Regions from separate parts of the Ovis aries genome. Here region 1 is linked to region 2. A link is a contact called in public Hi-C data. All regions are on one chromosome and are shown on one strand. Each heading gives the region's core, a stretch centred on a gene start, on an enhancer-like site or on the middle of the called end of the contact. The rest is flanking DNA. Distances are from core to core; before and after follow the strand shown. Region 1 holds the start of CALML6 (calmodulin like 6). Region 2 overlaps GNB1 (G protein subunit beta 1).

Region 1 (3,080 bases), core at 517-3,016, 48 kb before region 2:
ACCAAAGTGTATGGTGAATACCATTGTGCCTCAGAGCCAACCATCAACAGAGAGAAGAGGCTGTCCACAGGATGGGAGAGGATACTAGCAAACCATACATCTGATATGGGATTAATACTCAGAAAATGCAAAGAACTATTATCACTCAACACAGCAATAACCTAATTCAAACAATGGGCAAAGAGCCTGAACAGATCTTTCTCCAAAGGAGACAGACAGCCAACAAGCCCACGACAAGATGCTCAACATCCCTGATCATCAGGGAGCACAAATTAACAGCACAGCCAGATAGCACTTCACACCATCAGGACTGCTACTATCAAAAACCAGAAAACAAGACAGTGTTGGTGAGGACATAGAGAAACTGGAACCCTTGAGCACAGCTGGTGGGAATGTAGAATGGTGGAAGGTCCTACAGAGGTGCCTCCAAAGAAAAGTAAACATAGAAGCTCCACGTGATGCAGCAATTCCATTTCTGGGCCTTTTCCCCCAAGAATCAAAAGCAGGGTCTCAAAGGTATTTGCATACCCATATTCATAGCAGCATTATTCCATTTAAAACAATCGCCTTTTAAGTGGCGATTGCCTACCTGGATAAAAAGTCCAGATGCTCCCTGTCCACAGACACAGTCTAATGAAAGGCCAGCCCCCGGGGCCTCCTAGCACCCTCTCTGCTGGGCGTGTCCCAGGAGCCCGAGCCCCTCTGCGCCCAGCACTCCACACTCTGGATGGGTCTGGGGTCATAACCTCAAGACATCCTTTCCTGGAAACCCTGCTTTGCTCTAAAATTCCATCATTTGTTGATCCACAAAGAAATCACAGCACTAAAGATCAGTCTCAAACTGACCACCTTCTCTGACTGCCGATTTCCACCCATTATCTTTTAAAAAATATTTATTTATTTGGCTGCACTGGGTCTTTTTTGCGGCATTCGGGACCGTTTTAGTTGCAGCATGCGAACTCTTGGTTATGGCATGTGGGTTCTAGTTCCCTGACCAGAGATTGAACCGGGGCCCCCTGCATTGGGAGCTTGGAGTCTTAGGCACTGGACCACCAGGGAAGTCCCTCCACCAATTTCTAAGACCAGAGGAGGAAATTCTCTGGTGGTTGGGCAGTTAATAAGACTCTGTTCTTCCACTGCAGGAGATGAGGGTTCGATCCCTGGTCGGGGAACTAAGATCCCACAAGTCCAGGGAGCGGCCAAAAAATACCGAAACAAAACAGAAACACAGGAAACCGTTAAGAGCTGAAAGGGCTTGTTTCCGCGAAGAGCGGGAGGGGCGCGCTGAGAGATAATAGCCCCGAAAACTAAGGACGGTTTTAGCAAAATCACAGGCGGATCTGGAAACAGGTTAAGTGGCCCTCCCGAGTTCTTCGTGGGAAATGCTAAACCACCAGCCCACTCTGGAGGGCGGAGTCCGGAGGAGAGTCGCTCAAGCCCGCTCCCGACACTCCTCCCTGTAGTTGCCCGGTCCTCGGCCCCGCCCGGGCCCCTCTCCCGGCCCCGCCCCCGACACTCGGCTCCGCCCCGCCCCTCGTTCCTCCACTAGGCCCCGCCCCGGCCCTTCCACCGGACCCGCCCCATCCCCGGCCCGGAAGCTGCGCCTGGGGCGTCCACTCCGCGCGTGTGCACCAGGCGGCGCTCGCGAGCCGCGCGAAGCCTGGACTGGGCGTGCCGCTGGGCGGGCACCGGCGTTTGAGGGCGGCCCTCCTGGGTTTGGAGCTGGGCGGGGTCGCCTTGCCCGGCCTCCGGCCGGCCTCTCTCCATCCCTCCTTTCAAAACCCTGCACTCGAAGACTCATTCTTCGATTCCCTCAATTGTGAGCACAAAGACAGGCATAAGTACAACCCAGCTTGTGGCAGGTCGGGGGAGGGGGGAGGTCAGAGTGCCGACTGCAGAAATGGAGCCACCGCTCACCACCTTTACTCAAGGGCAGGGGGTGGGCCCTGGACCGTGTGGTCCAGAGAGCCTAGCCAAGCCGTGCTCGGGAGCTGGGGCCCACTGCTCAGCTCAGCCACCAGGTGACCCGGTGTGGCCGGCCTCTGCTTTCCCCAGGCTCCGGGGGCTCCCAGCTAACCTTGACAGCCCTGTGTCCTCTCCCCTGAGGGCTCAGGGCGCTCCAACGTTCTGAGGGCTCTTCCTTGTCCTCTTAAGTCAATGGAAAGAGCCTCAGACCACTCTGGTTCCAGGGGGCCCAGCGGCCAGAGGGCAGCAGGAGCCTGGAGGTCTGTCCCACACGGAGGGGATGCTGATGCTGTTGCCCACAGAGCCTGGGGCAACACCCATGAGGGCAGCACCCATCAGCCTTGGCAGACAAGGGTCCCCCCCGCCAAGGGTGAGGCTTGCATGGCCCTGTCCTCAGCAGTGCCCCTGGTGGTGCCCAATGGGGATGACCCACCACCCCTTGCACTTGCATTCTCTCTGGGGCTTCATCTCCATGGTCTGTCTCAGAGGGAGTGTCCACCCAATGCAAGGCCTTACCCCTATGGCCACCAGGGGCTCCTGTAGGGACAATAGGACAAGACAGGCAAGTCCTTAGAAGTGATCCTCAGGCTGAGCCACCCCCTGGCACCCCAGAGCAGGCCTGGGCATGAGCACCAGGCATCTGCCCAGGGGAACATGGCAGGAGCCTGGCAGGTCCCAGATGGACGTCACTGCGAGAGCTCCAGGGCCCTGGCTCCAGGCAGCGCTACCACCCCCGATGTGCCATGCAGGCCTGCTGGTTTCCAAAACACCCAGTGCCTGCAGGCCTGGCCGCCCCAGGAGGGCCAGCCCAGGGGGCCAGCATGTGCTCCATGCTTAGCCTTCACTCCTACGGCCTGGGGTCCCAGCCCACCACTTCCTCTTTCTTCTCCCTGGGTCCCATGCCTGCCAGCCTCCAAGACCACCTCCCTGGGACTCTGCCAAGCTCCAGGGTCCCTGGCCTCACACCTGCCTCTCATTGCCCCTTGCAGGCACAGCTTGCATCACCTCCCAGGTGACCAGTGGGCTGGCCTCAGGGACAGGATTCTTGACAAACAGCCCTCAGGCCCCAAAGGCCCTCCTAAAGGGAGGAGAGCCGCATCCTCAGGATGAAGAGC
Region 2 (2,841 bases), core at 236-2,735:
CTTGAATGTGGGGGAATATCTTACTTGTTAAAATTTGTCTCTAACTCTTCAAGGGAAGAATACACTCATGTTTCTCAGATTTCTTTGTGAGGGACTAATGGGCAGGATCATGGTTCAGATCTGGCAGAGAGACCCAAGTTCACCTGGAGCGTTTGTAGTCCATGTATTTCGCCATCCTCAGACACAGTTAATCTGAGTCCTGGGGAAGGTGCCCGGATGTGTGGTGGTTACAAGCACCTTGAAAGGTACGAGCCCTTTCAACTTTCTTCCATAGGAGAAGTCAGATGGCAGAGCTCTCCTTTAGAAAGTTAAATCAGGTGATGATGAATAAGATGGTTGGAGAGGAAAAGAGATGGCTGGGGAGTGAGTTAATAGTAGGCTCCATGAAGACTGTGAGCTGGAAGGAGGCCAGCAGTGGGAGTGAGTCCAGGGTGGGAGAAAGGGAGATTGGTGGGATTGGGTGGCAGCTTGGGGCAGGGTTTTCTGTGTTGATGAGGGTGGGGAATGGACTGTCATGGGGTTTGGAAAGGCAAGCCTGTGATTGTGATGAGATTGAGCCTGAGAGTGCAGGACCTGGGGTGCAGCCAGGAAGGGGCGCAGCAGGGAGGGGGGCAGCAGGAGAGCAGGGTCCCCTCACCTGGTGTTCAGGGAGCAGGAGGTGACTGGCATGCCAGGTGTTGCTCACACAAGTCAAATAAGGGGAGCAAGGTCTGCGGTTGCCATTACCCAGGTGGGAGGCATGGGTTATGTGATTGGAATTAAGACAGGTGGGAATTTCGGAGACACTTTTGGTGAAGCCATGAAATGAGGAAAGAGATCATGGCCTGACTTGCTATCACTTTATAAGTCTGGAATGCAGAAGCCCTGGGATGGGACAGGAACCGTGGGGAGTGCGCCCCTCCCATGTGTCCGTGATCCTCTTCTTTTTGCTGCTTAGTCCAAGCTGTGGTGGGTGGGTTGCCACAGGCCTCAGGTTCATGTCCCACTCGTTGCCTCTATTTCCACAGCATCAGGGGACACAGTTTTGTCTGACGTTGGCCGGAGGGTGCTTGTCCTTGGTGTGGTCAGCTCTGACTGGGGTGAGGGGGAGCGTGGGACAGTCCTGAGACCAGGTTTTGGAAGAGGAGCAGTTGGGGCAGCTCTTAGGAAATCGGTTTGTAACCTGACAGGCCCCTTCCCTTCAGAGCAGCCATGAAGGCTTGGCACCATCCAAGGTACTGCCTCTTGGGGTCAGCGCGACAGTGGTCAGAGAACTGGACAAGCCAGGTGGCTGGGTAGCATGGTGGTCGGGGGTGTGTGTGATCAGCTCTGTCTCGAGGTCGAGTACTGTTTCCTGGCAGAGGGGAAGAGAGGGCAAGGACATTCTGAGCAGAGGAACACATTTAATTTTTTATCTGATTTTCTTTTAAAAATTGCACACAGACTTGTTTTTAAATGGCAGTAAGTATTGCGTCAGGGTAAGCCCCTGGGCTCAAATCCAGTTGCCGGGTGTCACACCAGCTCTGCCACTTGGTCTTAGTGCAGCTTTGAGCCCAGTTACTGACCTTCCTCTGCCTTAGGTATCTTTTCTGTAATTTTGTGGAATTGAAATGCCAAGGAAGGATGATAGCAGTACGCACCCGTTGCGTTGCTGAGGAGTTAATCGGATGGCTGTAAAGTACTTAGCAACATAGCATTGGGTACATAATAGTTATTTGATAAATTTTATGGTTGATTAACCTTTTGATCTATATCTTTTTCGCAGACATAATTAGAAATCTAGTTTGGGGGCGTAGACTCTATATCAGTTGTCCATAACATAAAGGGTACACTGCAGATGTGGTGCTTAGAGTGGTTCCTGAGACCCACGTGCATGCCTGGGGGTCAGCCCTTCCGGATGTCACTGTGACAGAGCACATTCAACCCCCCGAACATGAGGCCGGAAGAGGATGGGGGAGAAGATTGTGTCTCCTCTGGATCTCCTGAGTTCCAATTGTGACATCTTTCTCACTTTTTCCACTTTTTTCCACTTTTGGGGGAAAATGTCCTCCAGAGTCTTCCTGGACTTTGAGTGTATGATTTTTGCTTGGAGTTAGTTCAGGACAGCACTGTTTTCTCCCAGTTTCCAGTGTTGCTGTTGGGAAGTAAGATGCTGCCAACTCTTGATCCTGTGTAGCACCAGTTTGTTCTATGTGGAAACTTTGAGGGTCCTGCCTTTGGTGTTCTGAAATACGATGTATCTTGATAACAGTGTCTTTTCTTTCGTTATGCTTGGCCCATGGTGCGTCTTTTCCGCCTGGAGATTGAGATAGTTCCAGGAGGAAATGATCAATGCCAGGAAGAGGTGGTGGTATAGTTGTGCTCCAAGCATATTGCTGTTTTTATTCATTTCTGGCTATATATTTCCATAGCTCGTCCTCCAAGAATGTGTTACATGTTCAGTAGTTACTGCTGTGCTTGATGGTAAAGTTACTCTTGCATTGCAAACATTAGAGCTATTCTCCTGGGCAGACCTAATTTGGGAGAAAGTTGGAATTCTGCAGGTCATATTGGACAGGTTGCCACCCTTCTGCAAAAAATAAGTACTTTTCCTCATAACTTTTCCCCAAGAGATTTATTGTAACATGGGGAAACCACAATGAAGTGTGACTTTTTTAATGAATGCAAGAAAATACAGGATAATTTAAAAACTAACTGAATATGGTTAGAGGTTTTTTATTTGGCAGCCAGATCTGTTTCTGGTTGGAGCATCACAGCCATTCCTGGGCACCCCTTGCACCTTCACACGGAGCTGGCTCACCCCAGACTGTGATGGTGGGAATGGCAGCCCAGCACGTTCTTTCATTTTCACACTGCTCAAGA

Evidence for each region. A called contact is a pair of places that touch in the nucleus more often than the background predicts.
Region 1: a contact with region 2 is called in a Hi-C map of liver, with 3 times the contacts expected there. The contact joins the promoter of CALML6 here to the enhancer-like site in region 2. A contact is called at or near these places in 12 of 16 Hi-C or Micro-C datasets (blood, hypothalamus, liver and 6 more).

What each region holds. Positions count from the first base shown.
Region 1 is chr12:50,144,954-50,148,033 of ARS-UI_Ramb_v3.0, forward strand. It overlaps CALML6 (calmodulin like 6), which reads right to left and starts at 1,767. Exons shown (of 6, transcript XM_042229329.1): 1 at 1,605-1,767. The coding sequence starts at 1,767.
Region 2 is chr12:50,192,941-50,195,781 of ARS-UI_Ramb_v3.0, forward strand. All of the region lies in intron 1 of GNB1 (G protein subunit beta 1), which reads left to right. Among named protein-coding and RNA genes, the nearest start is that of GNB1, 36 kb to the left of the region's middle. Within about 2 kb of position 1,486, at least 2 of the 54 cell types and tissues checked have an H3K27ac peak or open chromatin away from gene starts, as enhancers often do. A contact at or near this core is called in liver, where this site is marked.